Regions from separate parts of the Triticum aestivum genome. Here region 1 is linked to region 2. A link is a contact called in public Hi-C data. All regions are on one chromosome and are shown on one strand. Each heading gives the region's core, a stretch centred on a gene start, on an enhancer-like site or on the middle of the called end of the contact. The rest is flanking DNA. Distances are from core to core; before and after follow the strand shown.

Region 1 (5,414 bases), core at 679-3,178, 300 kb before region 2:
CAATATCGGCACCTGGGGCGACGACTGGACGCAAAACCGCCCCAGCGCCGATTGTATAGCCGGCTCGCCCCAGGGGCGATTTTTATGCGTCCTGGGGAGGCCAACGGCTGAAAATGCTCTGAGGTGCGTCGACACGAGGCCGCCCCAAACCGTACATGAGCGCCCGTTTTCCCAGGTCAAACGGTTCAAATCCAAACCAAACAAATGTACGTTTAAGGTCGCGCGTTGGAGTTGGCCTAAGCTCAGCCGCCGAGTCCAATCGCCGAACTGCGGTGTTCACCTTTTTGCACGACACAATCGACGCAGAAGCTTTATCGGGATCGATGCCCGACATCGGTTGCAGCCGCGCAGCCTGCACCGGCGGTCCCTCAACGGCAGCATCGCCATGACTGAGGCCGGACCTCGGCCCTCGATCAGGTCCAGCGATGCCACGGACAAGTCGCAAGGGGACACCGGCGGGGAGGGGAGCGTGCGGGCGTGCGTCCAGGCTAGTCCAGACTGTGATCCCGTGTTCGTGGGGTAAAAAGTAAGAAAAGAGGCGATGGAGGAGGGATGGATTGGGTAGCGTGCGGGCGACAGCATGAGCGCCCCACTATTGGCAAAAGCGGGCTCGCAAAAATGATGGCCTCAGTAGATTATCATTGTTCCAGCGATGAGCCCCAGGAACGGCAAGGACCGGAAGCCAGCCTGTGCGCGAGCTCACTTGAAGCGTTGGTGAGAAAGAGATGGATGTTTTCGTTTCACGCACTGCCAGATGATGAGATGAGACTGTAAATTAAGCAAATACTTGACATAGTACTCCTTAATTAGCAGCTCGGAACTGAATATTTATGCGGAAAACTCGATTATAATTTGTGCTAGCATGCCATTATATTCCTACTAGAATGCACTTGTAACGTGTACTATCACATTATTCTCCCAATATTTTTGTACCAGGAGTAGGTTCGTTGTTGTACACATAAGGTACTAATTAATTAAACAGCGTGGCGGATCAGCTGCATGCATCAATGCAACGCAGCCATCCGGGATCCGACGGATAATGATAGCCGCCCTCCCTGCAACTCGATCGCATGGTCCACGTACTACGTAACATAACATTTCCGCTGGTAAGAGACAACGACGCAAGGGAGTTTAAGGCGGAGGATGATTAGTTCAGGTGTAACATCACGCACACGTACTGCTGCTAGTTGGTGCGAGTAGTTGCCATTACCATACGTACATCAAGCAGCTAGCTCTGCGTGGACCATATTATCTCATTATCTCAAACGAGACATGTTTTTGTTTCCTTGTGGTTAGTATAATAATGCTCTACAATATAGCGTCTCATACTCCCTAACATATAGATATAGTATACCATCAATGTGGAGTCCTATATATTGTAGTGTACGTGATGGGGACACTCGAGTTCAAAAACGACGCTGTTGCTCTCTAAACTCTCAGTTAATCACGGGGGCAAGGACTTGACTATACGTACGTAACGACGTTTTGGCATGGATGGCGACGTTATGCTATGTCGTCTCTCGGCCCCTGATTTTCAAAGTCATTTTTCGGTCGCAGGAATTTCTCCTCCGTGTTTCTTCCCTAATCAACGTATAGTTTCCCACGTAGCAGAAAGTATACGTTGAGTTTTTTTGAGAATGTTACGCATTGAGTTGAATTTAAATACTTACTTGAGAAACAAACACAAAAGTTTGCGGATTTACGATCCATGCCACGCCCATATCCCACCCAAAATTCGGTAACGTGCCCCGCTTTCCCGGACTCCAGTTCATAGCACGCTTTTCAAGAAAGAAACACAAAAGTTTTCATACCGTAGCCTCCGTGTATCCAAACGGAGGGCATAGGCGTGAAAGGTCGCAGCCAGCCAGGGGTGTCATTGCACAAACCCACCTAAAGCCCCAACCACCCTACCTCTCAGCATCCGTGTACGCTCTCACACTCCCCTCCCCCTCCCCTCGCCTCCGTCCCCAGATCCGACCACCCCCCTCGCCTCGCCGCCGGCCCCCCCTCCTCGCAACCGTACTGCCACACGGCGGACTCTTCGGGGCCCGCGCGCCGAAATGGAGGCGGCGCTGGAGGCGGCGCGCGCCAAGGACACCAAGGAGCGGCTGGCCGGGGTGGAGCGCCTGCACGAGGCGCTCGACGCGGCGGCCCGCCGCGGCCTCTCCCCGGCCGAGGTCACCTCGCTGGTGGACACCTGCGTGGATCTGACGCGGGACGCCAACTTCCGCGTCGCACAGGGGGGCCTGCAGGCGCTCTCCGCCGCCGCCGTGCTCGCCGGGGACCACTTCAAGATCCACCTCAACGCGCTCGTCCCCGCCGCCGTCGAGCGCCTCGGCGACGGCAAGCAGCCCGTCCGCGAGGCCGCGCGCCAGCTCCTCGTCACGCTCATGGAGGTGAGTCGCCTGCCCTTTCGGTGGCGATCCTGTTTAATCTATTATATTCTGGGGGAATGTGGTTGCTTTGGAACTTAGCTGGGGTTTTGAATTTGGTCCAATTATCTATCAAGATGAATTTGTTTTAGGATTTGTGTGATGATGTGCTATTGAGCTACAATGCCGTTTCATACTTCAACAATCAAGGGATTAGCTTTCTTATTTTTTGGGTCAAGTTTGGTTTGTAGAAACGGTAAAATGTGGGTGGGTATCAAACGAAGATTTAAACTTCTCATATGCAGTTTGGTTTTTGCTCGACTGATTTAAGAACCATTTACCCTCAAATATGCTGCTAGTTCACATGTAAAGATCGCTCTTTTCAGGTGTTGAAATTAACTATATATGCCTAGTTGTTGTAAATTACATAATTTTTTTCTTAATGCTTTGATTTTTATACAGCATAAATATCAAAATATGTGTTGTCTTTTCTCTTTTGACAATGTTGTTTGTTACTACTATGTTACCATTACTTTTACATGTAGACTTCTGTCCAATGGATATCAAGGTAAGTATGAAGCCAAGCATGCTCGCCTTGTTCTCAATGTTTTAGATTTATTACTAGGCAGCCTTCTGATTTTATCCATATCTCAGGTTTCTTCACCAACAATCATTCTTGAAAGGGCCGGAAATTATGCATGGACTCATAAGAGTTGGAGGGTTCGGGAAGAGTTCGTACTTACAGTGGCAACTGCAGTTGGGCTTTTCGCTTCTACGGAGCTTCTCATGCAAAGAGTTTTACTCTCACCCGTGAGTCTAGTATTCAAGTCGATTTATTATCTCAGACTTTGTGTTTGTGCATATGCTGAGACTATCTGGCTTCACAGGTCTTGCAGTTGATGAATGATTCGAACCAAAGTGTCAGAGAAGCTGCTATATCTTGTATTGAGGTTAGCTGGTTTCATACCATTTTTACCTGCTTCAGCTGATGCAAAATTCGTCTTACTCAATTTCGCAATAGTTCTGTCCCACTCCGCGAGTTGGATAGGCTGAACCTTTCCTACAAAAATACTCGAACAATCAATGTAGTCCCGGTGCCCTTTGCTTCTAGCTGCTTTTCACTACTCCCTTGCGCTCAGTTTTATCTAATTTTGTGTGTTTTAAAAGTAGTTTATCCCATGCTTTCAAACTATTGGTGTAACTAGTAGCAACTGTCCACACTAACTAATTGCAGCCTGTACCCGCTATCCAGGCTATGTAAAAATTATACGGCAATCCTAATATCACTTTTTTCGATCACAGGAAATGTACAAGAACATGGGATCTCAGTTCCACGAAGAGTTGCAGCGCCATAATCTGCCTACATACATGGTAGTGTGTTTGGCCATCTAGTTGTTTTTGGCAGTTGTCTTTTGCTTGCTAGAAGTCCTCTTGTCTAGTGTATCACTCTTAGTACATCTGTGTATTTTGGACTAGTATCTGGTACTACTTTATATGATTGAACTTTACGTGTCCATTTTTAAAGGTCCGCAAAGCAGTAAACCTGGATTATCCTAATTCGTGTATTGTCTGATACCTGCAGCTAAAAGAAATAAATTCAAGATTGAATAGAATTGAACCGAAGGTTCCCGCATCTGATGGTACTGCAACACAGCATAAAGTTGCAGCATCTAGATCCGTTAGTGTTAACCCCAAAAGAGGCAGCCCACGGACAAAAAGCACACCGAGGGAAAGCACATTATTTGGAGGTAAGCTCTATATTTTTGTCAGAAGTTCTCACTTGATCATTCAAATATATGTATTTGCATTCAACTATAGTTGCAAGCCAAGACGATCTATAACTGCAATTTGTCAGTCTAGGTACTGTTTAGGCACCAAGAGATGTCCTTTTTCCATGTTTATATGGGTGAACATTTGCGAATGCCAGAATGCTCCTAACCAGCTCATGATAATATGATGGACTTACACATGAAGGGGATTCACTTTCAAAACCAAAACAATCAGCACTGTAGCTGTCTAGCTGATCGTGTGCTGTAGTTCTAGTCTTACTTTGGCAACAAATTAAAACTGAAGTCCAGCTTTTGAGTTACATATACGGGAATTGCACCCAGTCAAGTCATGTCCCCACCACATGTAATAAACATTCGAACCACCTATTCACTCGCCCCAAGTATGTTAAAGTGGCTCTCCAGAGATCCTAATGAGATCTTGCATGATTTCAGTGCTTGCGTGGTGTCATCCAGTAAGGAGTGCCCACATGCCAGACACCCTTTCTTCTTCCTGTTCCTTCTCTCCCATTTTCTTCCCGTCACTGTCAGCTTCACCACTCTCCTTGCTGCTACTCTCCGACATGAGCACGGAGCCCTGCCCTGAGTTCTTGGGCCACACCTGACCAGAGTCAAGGTTCAGTGATAGTCGTGAAAGAACTGACAACAGGGAATGAGATAACGAGATCAAAGTCACCATTGGAGGCTTGGGGCTTACAAAGATCTTACTCGGTGTGTGTGCCCAGACCAGATCCATGCGCACCACGGCTGAGAGTGGTCCTGCTGATTAGATGACACATTGTGCCCTGTCAACATGCCACATAAGTGGCCAGAACTAGCAAAACCAGATCTGAGAACTACCCGTGTACCCTGTTAACAAATTTAGGTGGTGAATCTCTGGTTTCAGAATTTGTGGACCTTAGTGACCAGGACGTGCAAGTTCGAGAATTCGTTCATACAATTACTGTGAAAACATATGATATATTCTTAATTTCGAAATGCAGTGATAATATGCACAAAAGGTCTTTGAATTCATTATCTGAAAGTAATCATGAATGGTACAACATTTGAAGTCCATTTCATGTGTTGAGATGCATCATTTTTTTTATCCAGGTCAAGTTCTGCTATATTTGTTTCTTTATTTATTTTCTTCTTACTTTTGCTCAGTGTATAATCCAGAAGCCTTTAGTTGAGCCATGTTCCCTGAAACTTCTTTTTCAGCATGTAATCTATTAGACTTAGCAGAAAATTGCATTTTCTGACAAGTCAATGTCTT
Region 2 (5,431 bases), core at 834-3,333:
TGTTGAACGTCCCTCTGAAGAGCCATCCCAAGGGCTTGACTAGATTAGCCAATCTGAGGAAATGTTACACGAATGAACCGATTTCTTTGGTGATGAGAAATATAAGCAATTTGACATCACTCGAGAACTCTTTAGTATTTGAAATTCCGGAAGGACAAGGGCACAGAATCGCCGAACTGAAGGACATGACACAGCTGACTGAAACTTTACATCTTAGGAATCTTGAGAATGTTGTGAAGGATGATGCCTTGAAAGCCAAGATGAACGCAAAAGCACACCTACAACGGTTGATTCTTGAATGGTCTTCAAGTGAAGTTGGTAATCCAGAATTTAGCGATGCTAAATGTTCAGAAGAAAGCATTATTGTTGAATCACTTGAGCCTCATCCCAACCTTGAGAGCTTGAAATTGAAGCACTACAGTGGCATCCAAACACCATCTTGGTTGCAGGCTGGAACTCTTTGCTGTTTGTGTGAGCTCAGTCTCTCCAACTGCCATTTCCTAACTGAAATCACCAGCCTCCCTTCTTCCCTCAGGAGGTTGCACATCATACGATGCAAAAACCTGAGGAGTCTCGATGAGTGTCTACAGGCACAGAGTTTGCAGGGAATCACCGAAATAACTGTTATGAACTGCTCAAAACTAGCATTGCTCCCTGTGGAAAGATTTCAGGGCTTTGCTTCTCTTCGCGTATTGGAAATTCAAAATTGTCCAGAGCTTCCACCCACAAGGAAACTGACCCTGCCGCCGTCAATGGAGGAGTTGCTTATGAGATCATGCGGCCATGTCGATGCATCGCTTCCATCCTGCTTGCACAGCCTGCCTTCACTCGTAAGCTTGATTATATACAACTGTCCTAACTTACTGTCCCTTCCAGCAGAAATAGTTTCACAGATGCGATCACTCCGAGGGATGTATGTCGATAACTGCAGCAGCCTGCAATCCTTGGGTGGATTGCACCACCTTTCATCACTCATCAACCTGCACATTGTGAACTGTCCTAGGTTGACAGACCTTGACCCCTCGATGTTTCTCGACGTCGGTGAAGGCCGGGGGTTGCAAAAGCTCGAGTGCCTGACCATCAGTAGCACCTCTCTCCTTAGCCTGATGATGAGAAGCGCAGCGCCTGCTCTTAAGACCCTTGTACTCTACCAGTCCACTGACTCCGTGGTTGTTCATGGTCCTCGCAACAAGAAGCTGTGTTGGTGTTTCCCATCGGTGCAAGAGCTGTTGTTTCAGGACTGTGGGAACCTTGTTGCACTCCCTGAAGATTTGTACACTTTGTCCACTCTCCAGTTCATGCGTATATTCAACTGTCCGAAGATTCGGTCGTTGCCACGTACGGGCTTGCCAGTCTCCCTGAGGACACTGTCGTTCGAGAAGTGCCACCCGTTGCTGGAGGAGCAGTTGAAGAAGCTCAAGTTTTCTTACAATACGGCGTAGTCTCTGCAACTCGGGGATCAGAGTGCGAACATCGGCGTGTGTTGCCTGCAGCTTACTGAGTTAAGCTTGCAGCTTTGAGACATTGTAACCATACTAGTATTTCTATAGGAGTGTCCTTTTCAATTTCATTTGGACAATTAGGTCCGTCTCGGGAACTCAAATAAAATGCGTGGAATTTGTTCAGCTTGTGTGCTAGTAGAAATCTGCATACAGGTAACTGCATTAACTTCCATGTTTTGACAGAGTGTAACCATGATCATTTGTTGAAGCCTTGTTCTTGCCAATTCCATTAGGACAAGCTTTCTATCTGAGGAACTCAAATAGCACCAAGTTGTTGGAATCTGTTCAGCCTGTGTGCTAGGACTCGTGACAGTGGTTGACAGTGTAACCATAACCGTGCTGCATGCAGTCTTGCCAATACCATCTGGGACATTTCTTCTGCCTCTCAGGAGCTCAAATGGCAGTAAGCATTTTGGAATTTATATGGACACTGGTACTGCCAAAATACACAACCACCAACTTGTTCTTTCGAGAGAATATACAGAGCAACTTGGCATTCAGAAAGCCAGGCAAACTCGAGCGAAGTGGCAGCAGCCTTGCCTACAAGGCCAAGCGTGGGCCTCTCCTCTCCTTCCCTTCCCACCTTGCTGTTGCGATTGCCGCCACAAATCGAGTGGCGGTTAAAAAAGCAGAGGAGAAGAAAGGGAAATCCTACCCTCCGTCGCAGCGACAGTCTCCGGTCAGGCTGGCAGCGCGAGCGAGCGAACCTGCAGCTCCATGACGATGGCCGCGCGGCCGATCCCCTCCTGTCCCGCCACCGTCTCCCTGCCCGCCCCGCTCCTCTTTCTGCCGCCGATTTCTCGGAAGCCGTCGGTCGCCTTATCCTGCAGCAGCAGAGCACGCCGCGGCGCCCGATGCTCTGCCGCGAACAAGCCCTCCCCTCCTCCCCCTTCTGGCGCCCCGGGCAACGAGGTAAGGTAGCCGCCCCGTCGTCTTTCTTCTTCCTCTGCAATTGGGGGCCGAGCGGCTCTCGGCTCTGGGCCCGTCGTTGATGGCCTCGTTCGATTCTCTCAGCGGCGGCAGCAGCAGCTCCATGGCCAAGATAAGGAGCGAGGTGCTGTCCCCCTTCCGGTCGGTGCGCATGTTCTTCTACCTGGCCTTCATGGCCAGCGCGGGCCTGGGTAGCCTCATCGCGCTCACGCAGCTCCTCCCGGCGCTGGGGAACCCCGCGAGGGCGGCGGGGGTCCCGGAGACGCTCAAGGGCCTGGGCATCGACGTGGCGGCGGTGGCCGTCTTCGCGTTCCTCTACTCGCGCGACCGCAAGGCCAGCGACGCGCAGGTGGCCAGGCTGACGCGGGAGGAGAACCTGTCGAGGCTCAAGCTCCGCGTCGGCGACGGCGGCCGGGTGGTGCCGCTGAGCGAGCTGCGGGGCAGCGCGCGGCTCGTCATCGTCGCCGGCCCCGCCGAGTTCGTCGCCGAGTCGTTCCGCCGGAGCAGGCCGTTCCTCAGGGACCTCATGGAGAGGGGCGTGCTGGTGCTGCCCTTCCCCACGGACGGCAACGCGCCGGCGCTGGAGTTCGGCGAGGAGGGCGACGGGGAGGGGGAGGCGGAGGCGGAGGACGAGGAGGTCGCCAGGAAGAGCAGGAGGCTCTGGCAGCTCACGCCGGTGTACACCTCCGAGTGGGCAAAGTACGAGACCACGAAGAATTTACTCTCTTGCTCCTTGCTCGCACACGAAGGATTGACACAATGGCGAATCTCATCGTGCTGATTGGTGCTGTTGCTTCTTGCAGATGGTTGGCTGAGCAGAAGAAGATGGCGAATGTGACGCCTGATTCCCCTGTGTGGGTAGCAATGCAGATTCGTCTGAACATTTCAGCTGTTCGGGTTGTTGGATTGTTGATGATCGAATTGCTTGTGCGCAGGTACCTATCGCTGAGGATGGACGGGCGCGTCCGGGGCAGCGGCGTGGGCTACCCGCCATGGCAAGCGTTCGTGGCGCAGCTGCCGCAGGTCAAAGGGATGTGGTCGGGTCTTTTTGATGGGATGGACGGGAGAGTCTAGTTTCTTTGCGGGCTTCTTTTTTGTGTTCTGTCTTCTGAAATTCGTGTGGTTTTGCAAGTTCGGTCCGAACTATACACATGTAAGTATGCAGGTAAGGGCATGTCTCGTGTCTGAACTGATTAGTTCGTGCTCAGCTGTCTAACTGTCTGAAAGGTGACGTGGCTTAACGACGATGGCAAAAATGTAAGTTTGACTCTTTTTGAAGATAAGTTTGACTGATTTGTTCTGGTCAAACATCGTAAACGAAATTGTGATGATCTAATCCACACCTTAAGGGCCTCTTTGATTCAAGTAATTTCTCGAAGAAATTCCGAGGATTCTAATCCTTGGGACATTCTGCTGCATAGGTTGTTTGACTCGTCGGATTACAATTCTATAGAAAATTTTCCTTAGTTTATATAGAAAAACTTTCGTCCACTCAAACTTCATGCAAAGAATCCTAAGCTCTTCCCGCGCACAACCAAAAGGCTGTACTAATCCCCTAGTGTATTCAAGATTGGCATGCCACTCCATTCATCTGGTTTTTCTACTAGATGACCTGGTTGCGCCAATGGCGCAAGGAGCGAGTTAGAAGGAATGTTATTAGTACTGAGTAAATAGGAGATGTAGATGGCAAGATGATGCAATGTGGATTGTATTACAAATAGTGGATATTCAGATATAGAGCAATATAAATGGATTTCTTATCTCACAGAAGCAGAAAGCTTGAGTAGACTCAGTCGGCATAGATATATCACATGGATACAACATAGTATCATGCATTCAAAATTTATATATGACCAGAGAGTAGTGCCAAAAGCAAACGGGTTCTTAGGGTGAAGCTATACACACAAAGCTTCATAGGCTATTTAGGTAGCTTAGTAGAGTAAACATGATGACCAGAGAGTACTGCCAAAAGTAAACATGTTCTTTGGGTGAACCTATACACAAAACTTCACAGGCTAATTAGTTAGCACGGTAAGATGCAGGCGGTATCGCTGGTCATTTAAATAAAGTTGTTATAGCCGGTAAGCATCTTCCAAAGGTACATAGGCTATGGAAGTAGACTCTATTTAAAAGGGATAAACCAATGTGTTTCGAATCAGCTGGATAGTCATTAGTCAATCAACTGCATACTGCAGATGAGCAAGTTCATTCTGCACATCTACAGCAGCCTTGTGGTGCCATTGCCGTTTGTAGAACTGGTTGAGTATACACCGTCTTTAGCTATGTGATGAATCCCAGCAAAAGTGTTTTAACTTGATACATATTGTCTGCAAAGCCTTTGCTAAGCTCTCTGATCTTCCAATTCTGCTCTTTGATCTACTTTTCTTTGTCTATTAACAAACCAATTAGATGCAATTCTCTTTCCTTTGTTTGTTTCAATTTGTTGTAACTATAGTCCTTGAGCACCTTGGCACACACAGCCTCCATGTATCTGATAACTCGAGCCGCTGCAACATCCGTTGCAACTTCTATGGAATTAGATGAATATCCGGATAATGCCATTGCTTCAGCATCATGTTGCTGATGCCGCGTGCTGGGACGGAACTTGATTGTTACTGCAAAACTCTGTCCAACTTTGCAGTAGTAAAAATAGTGGTTGCGCGAGCTGCAGCTTAATGAAAATGACCTCAAGCATGAACTTGTCTGTGATGTCAACCTCCTCCATGATAGGTTCTGTTCACACATAAAAACAAAATCAAACCAGATATTGCAACCATTATATGTGCAAGCAATAATGACCTAAAGGTAGATACTTACATGGCATATTTATACATAATAAAGCATATGTAGTAGATCTACGAACATGCAAATACGTACTCAGATAGCATCTTCATATACAATGGTTTATATTTCGAGTTCATGCTAGGTTCATGGCTTTATATGAAATAACCTGGAAACAGAGGCAAAAAACGTAGAGAGATAAAGCCGGCAACTAATCA

Evidence for each region. A called contact is a pair of places that touch in the nucleus more often than the background predicts.
Region 1: a Hi-C map of leaf shows a contact between it and region 2, with 6 times the contacts expected there. The contact joins the promoter of LOC123053856 here to the promoter of LOC123053854 in region 2. A contact is called at or near these places in 2 of 5 Hi-C or Micro-C datasets (both in leaf).

Annotation. Positions count from the first base shown.
Region 1 is chr2D:464,131,589-464,137,002 of IWGSC CS RefSeq v2.1, reverse strand. LOC123053856 (CLIP-associated protein) reads left to right here and starts at 1,928. Exons shown (of 21, transcript XM_044477439.1): 1 at 1,928-2,396; 2 at 3,027-3,182; 3 at 3,260-3,322; 4 at 3,675-3,743; 5 at 3,955-4,120. The coding sequence starts at 2,061.
Region 2 is chr2D:463,832,306-463,837,736 of IWGSC CS RefSeq v2.1, reverse strand. It overlaps LOC123053854 (protein LOW PSII ACCUMULATION 1, chloroplastic), which reads left to right and starts at 2,083. Exons shown (of 4, transcript XM_044477437.1): 1 at 2,083-2,419; 2 at 2,517-3,131; 3 at 3,236-3,290; 4 at 3,368-3,768. The coding sequence starts at 2,220. The coding sequence ends at 3,484. It overlaps LOC123053852 (putative disease resistance protein At3g14460), which reads left to right. Exons shown (of 1, transcript XM_044477435.1): 1 at 1-1,710. The coding sequence ends at 1,442. LOC123053855 (a long non-coding RNA gene) reads right to left here. Exons shown (of 8, transcript XR_006425904.1): 8 at 4,238-5,165.